Linked DNA regions of Gossypium raimondii: region 2 is linked to region 1. A link is a contact called in public Hi-C data. All regions are on one chromosome and are shown on one strand. Each heading gives the region's core, a stretch centred on a gene start, on an enhancer-like site or on the middle of the called end of the contact. The rest is flanking DNA. Distances are from core to core; before and after follow the strand shown. Region 1 holds the start of LOC105788074 (patellin-3). Region 2 holds the start of LOC105788079 (photosystem I reaction center subunit N, chloroplastic).

The links. A called contact is a pair of places that touch in the nucleus more often than the background predicts.
Region 2: a contact with region 1 is called in a Hi-C map of leaf, with 3 times the contacts expected there. The contact joins the promoter of LOC105788079 here to the promoter of LOC105788074 in region 1. A contact is called at or near these places in 2 of 2 Hi-C or Micro-C datasets (both in leaf).

Annotation. Positions count from the first base shown.
Region 1 is chr11:21,356,994-21,363,955 of ASM2569854v1, forward strand. It overlaps LOC105788074 (patellin-3), which reads left to right and starts at 4,557. Exons shown (of 4, transcript XM_012614779.2): 1 at 4,557-5,877; 2 at 5,977-6,101; 3 at 6,197-6,332; 4 at 6,509-6,962. The coding sequence starts at 4,678. The coding sequence ends at 6,769.
Region 2 is chr11:21,536,956-21,543,917 of ASM2569854v1, forward strand. LOC105788079 (photosystem I reaction center subunit N, chloroplastic) reads right to left here and starts at 3,167. Exons shown (of 3, transcript XM_012614785.2): 1 at 2,743-3,167; 2 at 2,515-2,640; 3 at 2,113-2,419. The coding sequence starts at 3,048. The coding sequence ends at 2,330. It overlaps LOC105788076 (probable polygalacturonase), which reads left to right. Exons shown (of 5, transcript XM_012614782.2): 3 at 61-235; 4 at 592-662; 5 at 778-1,785. The coding sequence ends at 1,406. It overlaps LOC105788080 (26S proteasome regulatory subunit 4 homolog B), which reads right to left. Exons shown (of 6, transcript XM_012614786.2): 3 at 6,531-6,700; 4 at 6,246-6,462; 5 at 6,003-6,143; 6 at 5,072-5,344. The coding sequence ends at 5,261.

The sequences.
Region 1 (6,962 bases), core at 3,307-5,806:
CTTTGTTTTTCAATGTCTCAACATTGCCTTTAGTTACGTATGATAAATTCGGATACGAGAAATCCATTAGATATATAATTCGAATATAGAAATATGATAAATAAACATGAATGTGATTTATTCAATTTTAGAGTGCTAAGTTTGATAAATTCGACTTAATAGATATGATATAGGACTTTCTACAACCATTATTCATTATCAATCCTCAAAAGTTTTTATTTTCTACAATTTGGTCTAAAATTAAACGTAATTTATCAAACAATCTAAGCTTAATTCAAGTTTAATTTAAACACCTTTTATTAAAATTTTGAACAATTTCAACCATAACTCTAATTAGCACTAACATGCATGAATCTAGACTTTTGATATATGTCAATCCTTATGTTTTCAACTATATATTCCTTGTTCAAAACTAAACAAATTATCAATCTAACACTTGTGTCTTGAATATTAGTTATCTAAATCTAATAATTTACCAAAATTGAAAAGAAAACTCACCTATTTTCCGTGGAAGCTTTCGATAATGGTTGAGATGAAAGAACTTTTTTTCCTTAGTTTCATCTCTTCCACTAACAACTATCATAAATTATTCTTTTATTAGTTAATCATAATGTTAGATAGTGAAAATGATTAAAAATGGTTTATTTAAGCATTAACATAACTTATAAAAATGGTTTATTTGCTAATAGAACCTTAGTTTAATCACCTTTTATGGCATTTTCCAATTTTTAAAAAAAATTAATTTCCGTCATTCAAGTCAGTAATCATTTTAGTCCCTGTACTATTTTTATTATCTGATTCGATTTAATAACACTAAATAATTTGATCTCCTGATCCATACCTGACATGTAATTACCTTATTTTAATTGTTTACTATTTTGATTCAATAAATTCAGTCCAAAATCAAACTTTCTAACACTATTGAAAATTGGGTCGTCACACTACAGGCATGATTTCATTTATTCTCATTTAAAGGTCTCATTTGGGGACTTTTGGATCATTTATCAAACTTAGCACTCTAAAATCCTTTTTGAAACTTGCTTTCTATAATCAAAACAACCACTATAACTCTTATTCTTCTCAACCGCTTATCGTGTCCATTACAATCGACTGCCATCGCGCTTTTTCTCCAAAGTTTGCTCTGATCTTCCTCTTTGCCATCTCTCCACAACTTCTCATTTTGCCAAATTGTAATGTCTTTTTACCTTAATAAAAGAACCCTTTACATTTTGGCAACTCCATTGGCAAAGAGAGATTAAATTTAGTGAAATATTATTAATATTTTTTTTTATCTTTCCTTTAATTTTTATTGAAAACTATGGAAGGTTCTAAAGTTCAAATAATCCAATTCCCTCATACAGTTTTTGAACGATTGTCAAATTATGTGCAAGTGTACATAATAGTGACAAGTAATAAGTAGTAAGTATATGAGTTATCGTCTCCACAGAGATCAGATATACAAATTATTTGCAAAATTAATTATTAACAACTTGGTATGTTACAAAATAAATTATTAATGTGAGATAAGAATGTAACTAGTTATACTAAGTATGCAAACAAATGAATTTAAACACAATACAAAAGATAATAGTAGTAGAAAACTCTAACACGTGATTTAACAATATTGACATGAATATGCTAGAACAATTACTTCCCTTTGACTAATGATCATTGGCATTTATGTTATAAAATGTTACGATAAATCGTGACAATTTGAAAATTCACTAAACCAACTTTTTAAATCATAGGCTTCTCTTGGAGTCCTTATGTCTCTTAGCTACTTTGCATATATCTATGTCAAACTAACCTTAAGATCACCTTCTCGAGCCTTACATATAGTTTATGCATGCAACAATCATCTCTCGGTATCAACATGACATGCACTATTCAAGTCTTTTGTCTTTTGTCTATTAACTATTACCTCTTCTCAGACTAAATAATAAACTCTCACCTGCCAAATGCTGGCCATGCATTTATAAGTGTTAATATTAATTCTACTTGAACGAATGAATAAACATTTGTACAGGACATTCTTAACATAGAATCAAGAATCACATGTCAAAGTTTCATAATTATTCTAGCAAAAACAAAATTAAATCATAATCATTAAATTAAAAAGACAAAGATAAGTTGCAATCATGTTCATCAACACAATAACAAAATAATGAATAAGAGAAAAGGAAGATGGAATACCGAGAGGGGTTATCCATGGCTAGTGCACAATAAGAAGAGATAACAACCGAATTTAGTGGTTCTTCGCAACTTTTTCTTGCTTGCTTCTCACGATAGTTCTCCTCATCTTCTAGGCATCACTCTCACCTAAATGCTATCAAGCTATTGCTTACTTGTTGCTCTCAATTTTCGGTAAGGGTTTAGCTTCTTGCTTGTGCTATTTCATCTCAAATGCTTGCCTTTATTTATACGAGTGAGTCCCTAACACCCCTTGCTATTTTTGGCATCAATTTCCCCTTGATTTTCTCCATGTTGGTGTCGACCCCTTGATCTCCACAAAGCTGATTTGGTAGTTCCTAAATTCAAGGCATGTGGTTGAGGTAGCTGAAGAAAAAGTCCTTGGTCGGGTTTTGAGCATGTGGTGGATGGTTTGAGCTTCCTTCTCTTCTAGTGATCGATTTGGGCTCTTTTGGGTTGTCCAAGCTTGTTGATCCACTCCGTAGTTGGGTTGAGATGAATTTTGAAGTCCAAAAAAGCTAGATTGGACATCCAAATCTGTACATTCCCAAGCCTAATCTTTTAGTCCTATGTTGCGACTCTTCTTGTGCATTGCTACGGCATTTGCATTAACATGCGAACTTCTGCTTTCTTTTCCCACTGAGTCTAATTACCCCCTCAAAAAGATTAAAAACCATGCGTTTAACATAATAATTAGTTAAAATAACACATTTTTATAGTATTGCTTATTATACATAATTATGAATAGAAATTATAAAAAGTGTTATCAACTACTAAGAATTTGCATAATTTATATGTTAAAAAGTGTTAAAGATAACTTTATATTCTAGAGTTATCAACATTCGAGACTTGATGAAGATAATGGAGTCAAACGAGAAAAAGATGCAAATATTGGAGGAGAATAAAAAAAAAGGATGATGAAAACTATCTCCCAACTCACACCTTTTCCAAACAACATTCCTTCTCACATGTAGCCAGTAGGAAACTCTTCCACTGGAGCCACTCCTATCCAAAATGGAAACGGAGAAAATACATTCGATGTTTCTAATCCTGTGCTTCCTGTGACAACTGGCATAACCAAAACCATAAACACCAACACACCTGCCACCCACACTTTGACTGCTTCCATAGGAAAAAAATATCATCGCAACCTCCCAACTTGGATTATCCTCCTTGGTGGCACAACCCACTGAAAACCCAGGGTTTTGTCACCAAAAAAGAACTTCAAAGGTTGTTAGAATAAAAAAAAAAAACAAAAGCCTTAGTTTCTCCGAATTTGATCTCAAACTGTCATACCCTGCTAGGGTAACTACCAAATTAGACCCCAAGGACTACACCAGTCCTAATTTTAAGCAATTCAATGGCAAGTATGGTGATTTACATGAGCATTTGATAAAATTCGCAGAGACGTTAGGAGTTGTTAGGTTGGATGACGATTTAATGTTAAGAGAATTTTCTAAGTCTTTAACAGAGAAGGCATATACTGTTAGAGTATACCCAAAGACCAATCATGAGATAATTATAATAACATATTTGTTTTACCTCGTTTATTAATATAAGGCATTGACATTATTATTTCAATTTCTTTTCTAGGTATATAAATAAACTGTTTTATAATAATGTCATGAAAATAATATGATTATTCTTAAAAGGTCTTTAGTCGAGTATTATTGTGGGCTTGGACAACAATAATGCATTAAGACTAACATGTAGTTGATTAATGACAAAGTGTTGTTATTGACATAAAGATATTAAAATCAATACATGAATTTATTTAAATAAGCGAGTATCAAATCGAATATATTTTTCACAAAAAATTGAATTTATTTAAATAATGATGAAATTAAAATTACCTAGGCAAACATTACAAATGAAATTCAATTTTGTATGTCAACATTGATGAGAATATATTCGAAATGACATATTATGTTATTTGTATCTTTTAAAATAATTTATTGTCAAATAAATATCAAAATATCATGTTTAAAATGAAAATGTTAAAATAACATTAAATTAGTGAAGAAAATATTATTTTCAAAGATATTTCAATTTCATACCATCTCAAAAGTGAATGATTGTATTAGTAGGTCACACCTCCCACATTGGATCAGCTACGCAGAAGAATATGACAGACACAAAGATGCAGAGGATCCTAGGTGTCCATTTTCCAACGCATCAACGGTTCATTTTCTGCCCAATGGTAGACTCCACCTAAACCAAACCCTCAACTGCGCCCATCCATCATTTCTATCAATGTAACGCTAAATCCCGTTGGGTCGTAAAACAGGTGATAGACAGACGTGGTGGGTCCCCTAAGTTAGACTTAATCCCAACTGGCTCCCTTATATGGATGATTATCACAGCTTGTTTTCCTCCGAACTCCAACCCCACTCCTCTCTTTAAAAACTGTCTCCCCCCGCCCACCCTTTGAACTCTCCAATAAACCCACTTTCCCCATTTGTATTCCCATTGGTATCATTGTTAGCTATGGCTGACCAAACAAAGAACCCTGCCTATGTTGACCAGGTGGTACTTGCCCCTGACGTCCCACAGCAACCACCTGCTGCAGCAGTTGTGAAAGAACCACCTCAAGCTGAAACTGATGAAGAATCCGTAAATCAGAAGCCGGTCGAGAAGGCTTTAGTGGAAGAGCATTTGTCAAAACACAGGTGTGATGATCAGGAAAATGTTCTTCAGTCGGGTTCTTTCAAGGAAGAGAGCACAAGGGTGGTTGATCTTCTTGATATTGAAAAGAAAGCGTTACAACAACTTAAGCAACTTGTTCAAGAAGCGCTTAACAAGCATGAGTTTGGCGGGCAACAACCAGAAGTGCCTAAAGAGGATGATGAGAAAGAATCCTCCAAAGAGGAGGCAAAGGACGAAGCGGTTATTGATGATGACCCACCAAAACCAGAAACAGTAGCCGAAACTAATGATGCACCGGTAAAGGAAGATAGTATCAATCTGGTTGAAACGGAAGTCATTGAAGACAAGGTTGCTACTGCAGCTGCTGGCTCTGACACCGTGGAAGACGATGGTGCCAAGACTGTAGAAGCCATTGAAGAGAGCATTGTCTCAGTCTCTTCTTCTTCAGTTCAACCTGCAGCAGAGGCAGAGGCTTATGTGGAATCGGAAGACGAACGAAAAGGTGGTAAAGTAGAGGACAAGGTGGTGCCGCCCGAGGAGATATCCATATGGGGCGTACCGCTTCTTGCAGATGAAAGGAGCGATGTCATTCTCCTCAAATTTCTAAGAGCCAGAGATTTCAAGGTGAAAGAGGCGTTTGTGATGCTGAAAAACACTATTCTTTGGAGAAAGGAGTTCGGGATTGATGAGCTGGTTGAACAAGATCTGGGTGATGATTTGAGTAAGGTGATATTTATGCATGGTTTTGACAAGGAAGGACATCCGGTGTGCTATAATGTGTACGGGGAGTTCCGAAACAAGGAGCTTTACCAGAAAAAAATTTCGGATGAAGAGAAGAGGCAAAATTTCCTCAGATGGAGAATCCAATTCCTGGAAAAGAGTATTCGGAAACTAGATTTTAGGCCCGGTGGAATTTGTACTATTGTTCAAGTCAATGACTTAAAGAATTCCCCAGGACCAGCCAAGTGGGAGCTTAGACAAGCTACCAAACAGGCTCTTCATTTGCTCCAGGACAACTATCCAGAATTTGTTGCCAGACAGGTATTGATTACTATGTTTAGTGTTTTTCTTTTACCAAACAGGAGGCAACTTGGATCTTGCCTATGTTCTGAATGATTGACGTTTTGGCTGGTTTTTTAGGTGTTCATCAATGTTCCTTGGTGGTACCTTGCGGTCAATAAGATGATAAATCCATTTTTGACCCAAAGAACTAAAAGCAAGTTTGTCTTTGCTGGCCCTTCCAAATCAGCGGACACCCTTTTCAGGTTGTTGTCTAAATCAAGTAGAGTTTCTTCAGTACTCCTTCCATGGTTCTACGTTTCCGTTATATATAAGAAACAAATATGTTTTGTACATTTAGGTACATCACTGCTGAACAAGTACCGGTCAAATATGGAGGACTGAGCAAAGGCAGTGAATTCGCCACCACCGAAACTGTTACCGAGATAACTGTTAAACTAGCGGCAAAACACACAGTAGAGTTTCCAGTTACTGAGGTAGATCGCTTTTCCTTGGTCTCTTCGTTCGGTCAATGGGATCCAATGTACAACGCTTGGGGTTTCGGGTAGTACTAGTTGTATAATTAATTAATTAATTAATTAATAGGGGTATCCTTTGCACCCTTTTTCTTTGGTATTGGCTGGCTAAGACTTGGATGAGATTGTTGGTGCAGGCATGCCTTGTGAGATGGGAGGTGAGAGTTATTGGATGGGGTGTGAGCTATGGTGCAGAATTCGTACCCAGTGGTGAAAACAGCTATGCAGTTATAATCCAAAAGGCTAGGAAGGTTGCTGCCTCTACCGAGGAACCGGTGGTGTGCGACAATTTCAAGGTTGGCGAGGCTGGCAAAGTTGTTCTCACTATCCACAATCCCTCCTCCAAAAAGAAGAAGCTCCTCTATCGCTTCAAGTCCCACCCTACTACATCTCACTAGTTTTATTCAAGGAAATGGATATCACACAAGGCATTCACATATATAACCATCTTTCTAGTTGTCTTGCCATTACTTCCGATTTTCCAAGTTGTTTATTATATGTAATTTTGGGGGTTTGTTCATACAATATGTTCCTTTCTTTTTTTGTCCTAGTAAATTTCAAACGGTGGTTTCGTGGATTCTCACGGATGCA
Region 2 (6,962 bases), core at 1,917-4,416, 180 kb after region 1:
CATTTCTACCTTCTCTAAAGATTGATCAAGTATGTGTGACGAAGAGTTTTAATGTTGTAGGACAGAACGGGACAATTGATGGTCAAGGTGGGATGTGGTGGGATTTATGGCAGAACAGAAGGCTAACACACACAAGAGGCCACCTCGTAGAGCTAATGAACTCTCATAACATTCTTATCTCTAACCTAACCTTCCGGAATTCACCATTTTGGACCATTCATCCTATTTACTGCAGGTTTGACCTCTCTAGCATGCAGTAGCTTGTTTTCTTTCATTTGTTTATCCATTTATTTTGTTTTGCTGGTGTGTGTTTTTTTCGGAGCATGACTATTTATTAAGGTCAAAAGAACTGTGAACTTCTTTTGCACCTTTTGAAGATAAGATGCATGTCTTGGTACTTTTATAAAGGACTAAGATCTTGATAGCTCAACTAATGAATCCTCTAATATTTTTTTCGCCTGAACATTACCTATGGAAGATACTAAAATTAACTTGAGGTTTTGTTTTGTGTCACATTGCTGTTTTCTTTATCTTAAAAATTTAACATTTCTCTGGAAGATTAACATTAGTTTTCTACTTTTTTTCCTTCAGCAATGTCGTTATTAAGGGCATGACAATATTGGCTCCCCTTAATGCCCCAAATACAGACGGAATAGACCCCGGTATGTTGGTGTCATTCTCCATCTTATGTATTTTATTCTATATTGCTTCTAGAATATAACAACCTAAGCCTAATAGTTGAGACATTTTCTGAAATTCTCATTTAAATTTCTGCAGACTCAAGTACCAATGTATGTATTGAAGACTGCTATATTGAGAGTGGAGATGATCTTGTAGCAGTGAAAAGTGGATGGGACCAGTATGGCATCAGAGTGGCACGACCAAGCTCAAACATAATAGTAAGGAGAATCTCAGGCACTACACCAACTTGTTCTGGTGTTGGCATTGGTAGTGAGATGTCTGGAGGGATTTCTAATGTAATTATTGAAGATATGAATATTTGGAATTCAGCAGCTGGGGTTCGTATAAAAACTGACAAGGGTAGAGGAGGATACATTGCAAATATCACCATAAAAAACATAACAATGGAACGAGTCAAAATACCCATTATGTTCAGTAGAGGCGCCAATGATCACCCTGACTATGGATGGGATCCTAAAGCTATTCCTAAAATAAAGGGGATTTTCATTAGTAATATTATGAGTTTGAATTCAACAAAAGCCCCCATACTCGCTGGTATCAAGGGTGGGTCATTTGAAGGGCTATGCTTCAAGAATGTTACACTACTTGGACTTGCCCCAACTGCAGCATGGCATTGTGAGTTTGTTTCAGGTTGTACCAATGCTGTGTTTCCATTGCCATGTCCCCAGTTGCAGAACAATGGCTCCTCAGCATGTTGCATATAGGCTTTAAGTTTGAAATATATTGAAGTTTCAAGTGAATCATTTCACTAACTTAATAAGTCCGAACTTCAGTTGGTCATGCGATTCTTCCTCTATTCTCCATGTGAGGGAGATATGAAGTTGGGTTTTGAAAAGCCTGCAGACTAGAAGGGCTACTGGCTGAGTTAGCCTCCTGCAATATTGTCAAAATATATGATTCGTAGAGCAGTTAGACTTGCTTGGGCAGTGGACAGGATAGTCTGGTGTTAACTGGATTGATGGCATGCTCTGGGTTCATTCAACCAATGACAACCAAATATCACATGTAAAAAGAACACAGAATTCATTTTATTTTTATAAAGGAATATTATTATTAATATTATTGCTGTTGTCACTCATCTCATTACTTGTCCTACATATTGTTTGGGTTGATCCTTTGAAGATGCAGCCAGATCAGATAATTAACAGTGCTTGTATATCCAGCTGAGGGAGCAATGGTAAGATCATCTCTAAGTTGAGGTCATGCCATTACCACAGGCATCAAAGCAAAATATATGAAATAAGCATATCATCTTGCATTTTAAACTGAAAAACATAGATTCATCAAACTTTTAACTAATTTTTACGTCATTACTCTGTTTAACATAATATAGTAAGAACGTTCTGTGTATTTTGCTGAGTCAGCAGTGCTGCTGTTTAGATCGGTTGAATGGTTTCTGAGGTTCAATGATAGTCAAACACTCCAATGGAGCATATAATATGTGATTTAACTTTTTAACATTGCCGTGGAGTTTAACAATCCCATCAACCATTTATAAGAGAAATATAACAGAACCATAGGGAAAGCTAACAAAACAAATGGATAGGAAAGTCTCCTAAAATGGGAAAATTAGATACATGTTGAGGTAGAGTGGATAGTTTAAGTGAAAAAATACATTTGGATCGCATCACCATTTCCAGAAAACGTTGGAACCACACTTGTATTTGTCCTTCCCTTCACATTCCAAGGCCAAATCATCAGAGATGAATGGTACTTTCTGCATTCAACAAACCGAAAAAGAATATCACTATGAAATCGTCTTCAGAACCTTTGAAACTAAGACAAAAAAAAGGCAGATGTTAGGTTTTGAACCTTTTGCTTTGCAAGATCCTGGCAGCCAGTGAAGTTCTCAGGGAACTTGCAAGTGCCAAATTGAACAGTGTATGCTCTGGAAAAGTTTGCTCCACTTGTTGCCAACCTCTTCTTGTCATTCAATTCCTGCAGCAAAAGCAGGTTAATCTTTTACGTTGTTCTGCAAATACAAAAATTTCTTTGCAGCATGATGGTTGATATTTTTTCAGATTTCATAGCGAAACACACCTTGTTAGCTTTGCTCTTTTCAAGGTACTCGTCAATGACCCCAGCATTTGCAGAAGAAGCAACAGCTGTGGTGAAAAGGCCAGCTGCCAAGTAGAGCATAGCAGCTCTTCTTCCTTCACTGGCACCTGATCCTTTGGAATCAGAAAATTTAGCCTGCTGGGCTCTGATCACAGGCAACTTGTGACCACCGCACATAACTGGGGAAGCAACTGATGGCGCTGAAGCAAGCTTGGCATTAAGCTCAGATGATCCAGTGCCTGAGATAGCATAGTTGCATGCCAAAACACTGGAGTTCATGGCTGCCATTGCTGTGAAAAAAAGAACTCTGTTTACTAGGGAAATGGAGCTCAATTAGCTTTCTCAAAGTAGCCTTGTAGTATAATAGATTTGTTTGTGATGGAGGAGATCTGATAAGGAGTGCTCATGTGGCAAGAGGAGATGATGAATTGGATAAAAGCTTGTGGTTGGAATGTGGATAAGGTTGAGATTGCCTCACTCCTATTGGCAAACTTTGCTGTTCATGGTATTTTATCTTTGGTACAACAGTTGTGTGGCAAATGGCAATACAAGCTTGAAAACTGGGTCCACATTGGAATCTAAATTTGTGCTTAGCATTGCATCTCTATGCCACATTGGGGTTCCCCGTCAAGTGGAGCTGAGGGCAGATAATAAAATTTCACTATTAACTTCAATGGCATTCCCAGCCATCAAGCATGGATGGAGACTGGAAGTGAACAGGAGAATCATATTAATTACGCAATATCTCTAGCTTTTAAAATGTTATGTTTTGAATTCTAGTAGGCCCATTGGTCAAACGGGAGTTCACCCATACCCATGACTAGTCATATGTAGTCTCAAGGATAGAACAAACTATTTTAGAAGTAATGCACTTTGAAATATGTCTAAACTCTTGAGAATAAACCCTATTAAAAATTGCATTCAAGTTTTGAAATTCGCACTTGCCAGTCTATCCATATAACTTTTGGTTTTGATTTCTTCACACCACCAACATATATTGTTGGAGGTTCTCAACGAATCAAAATCAAATGTTGGACTTTCTCATCCATTGACTTGATAGATGTCTTCATCCTTACCATCTAGTAGGCATAATTCATGTCATCCAACATCGAGGGTTTTGAGATTGATTTACCTTTCATCTTTATAGTAAATCAACAATAGAGTGTTCACTTAGTGCTTCAAGTGTCTAACTCTAGCACCAATTGAGAATTCGTTAATTTTGCCTTCCAAATTCATGTTCAATTTGCAACTGGACTTACTAACTAACAGTATAAAAATAAGAGATGGATACAAAAATTTGGTTACGCAATTCGGAAATGTCCTATGTTTGCGAGTCTTGTTTAGTGAGTAATTCACTATAAATCTCCTAGTACAAGACATTATTTAAGTTCAAATAACTCACCAAGTTACAACCTCACTCATATATAGAATCTAGATCAATCTCCCATTAAGACTTTCCCCTTGAAAGCTTAATTGCAAACTGAACAACAACAAAATCTTACTTACAACAATTTTGCACTAAAATAAGTTCGTTACATGAACAAGATAAGCCCTCTTTTAATTTCATACATAAAACTATAACAAGCCTTCTCTTAAATTATCATGTAATGGCTTGGAAAAGTACAAACAGTATGAATATTTAACTCTTTAAATTTAACTCGACAAAATCTTCAATATGGAATGAATCAGCAGAGGTCTTATCAGTGTAATATTTTTTGTAAATCAAATCTCTTCAAATAAGAAAACTCGATCACATTGATAGTCTTCAAAATATCTTTACATGATTTGATGCTGTCTTTGTTCTGATTTCATTAGAGTGTGCTGCTAAAAATCCTCAAAGAATGTCTTTAAAGAATCCAACAATTTTGGTCAAAAGATGCCAAATCATTACATTGACCTATTAGATGTGAGCTAAGTTAACTCGAGTTACATCTTACGTTTGTAACTATTTTTAGGAAGTTTCATATAAACATTTTAGCATTAAGTTTTTATCCAGAGAGAAGCATAGAAAAATGGAGAAAGCAAAGCTAGTTTATTGTGAATCCGAATATCAGTTGGCGGATTCCAGTCAGCAATTTGGAACTTCTACGGTAGAAAATTAGAATTTTGCAATTCCTAGAACGCGAGTGTTGAATATTTGCTTCAACACTGCGGCATGTCCAAATGACATTTATACTATTTTTATTGCTCCAGTCATTTACTACTAGTGTTCCCAGTCAATATGCTATTCGTAGCTTTTAGGTTGTTGGTATCATCTGAAAAAATCACGTGTGCAATCTAATTATGGGCCTATATAAAGTGCACAGGAACGTCTATAAACTTTTCCCAAACTGCTTCATAATATTGCTCCAAAAGTGTAGGCGCTTGCTAGGAAATACAAGAAACGTATATGCCATACCACATTGTTCGTAAGCCAAAAAAAATGCTTAGAGCAAACTGGATTCAGAAATACATAAGAACATGAATATCACTGGAATATATATAAATATAACAAGTTTTTCTACATATAAAGACCCTCCGGAACCCCTTCTTTCTTCTTGAACATCACCTTCTCCTTGGCCTTTTTAAAATCTGCATGTGTCACCTGAAACATGGGGGATTTACAGAATCAGCACTTTAAGCCATTAGCAAATTTAAGTAAAACCTCTAGGAGCATCATGAATCTTAGGTACGACTGACAAGACTAATTTCAAATGATAAAGGACAGCTCAAGACTTTCAACAACTTAAGAAGAATTACAATCTCATTAACAGTCCATGCAGCTAAGAAGGGCATAGCATTATACAAGTACATTTAATAACCTAGTTATTGATGAAATACCATCAAATGGGGATCACAGAGCGCAGAAACATAGGAGTTAAAATACTGTCTGCAAGGTGCTACAGTTTGCAAATTATTCATTTACGTTTATTGTTGAACTGTGAATAATATGCTAAAATGCTCTATTTTCTACTACGGGCAGGTACATCATTCTGCTATGTAATTCCAGATAACATGGAATGACATGCCACTTAACCCTTCTTTTCCTATTTCCTTTCTCACAATAACAATGAGAAATTAGCAAGTTCTAAGGCATCCTACAAAAAGCTGAAAGAGAGAGAATCTGGTGCATATTTATCTGTTTCTACAGCATCTCCAATTCTGCTAGCTATAAAACTGAAAGTCAGCAATTTAAACACCTTCACCTTCTATGTAAAGATGAGAAGTAGAGAGTTCCTTTATTAAGAGGTAAAATGTCTGACCTTCATGCGGCGCTCCCTTAAAGCAAGTAGACCAGCTTCAGTACATATTGCCTTTATATCAGCTCCGGAGAACTCATCTTTGGTCATAACAAATTCTTCCAAGTTGACATCATCAGCCAATGTCATCCTTGAGGTATGTATCTGCAATCCACAGTTTTAAATATATCAAGCTCTACAGACTTGACCCACATAATGAGAGAGATGTATTCACACGTACGGTTGCAATGATATGCAACTATTTACCTGGAAAATGCGCCTCCTGGTTTTGATGTCAGGGAGAGGAAATTCAATCTTCCTATCAATTCGACCAGGGCGAAGTAAAGCTGGATCAAGACTTTCAATTCGATTTGTTGCAAGAATCACTTTGACATCTCCTCTTGAATCAAATCCATCTAGTTGGTTCAGCAACTCCAACATGGTCCTCTGAATTTCACGTTCACCACCAGAATGGGCATCATACCTGAGGGGCATATTAATGAGAAACATTCGAAGTGAACTTAAATCAAGGCGTAAATTTCATGAAAATACCTCTTGGTGCCAACTGCATCTATTTCATCAATAAAGACAATTGAAGGGGAGAGATCATCAGCCACTCTAAAGAGTTCCCTTACTAACTTGGGACCATCTCCCAAGTACTTCTGAATTAATTCACTGCCAACAACACGTAAGAAAGTTGCTGATGTAGAATTTGCCACCGCCTGCACAAATGACATGACATACTCAGAACTATATGAGATAGCAGAACCAACCAGTAAAAGCTAAGCATGTCATAAAAGTGGCCATTACCAAATAAATAAAGGGGATAAACAAGCAGAATATATAAACTATTGTATAAATACTAAGAGAGATTTTTTGCACATGTAATTTCATTTTTTCATAGTAACTCAATTCAAAAAGCGTTACCTACTACGAAGCCACAGAAGGAATTCTAACATTAATGTTATCTTAAAATGATGAAAA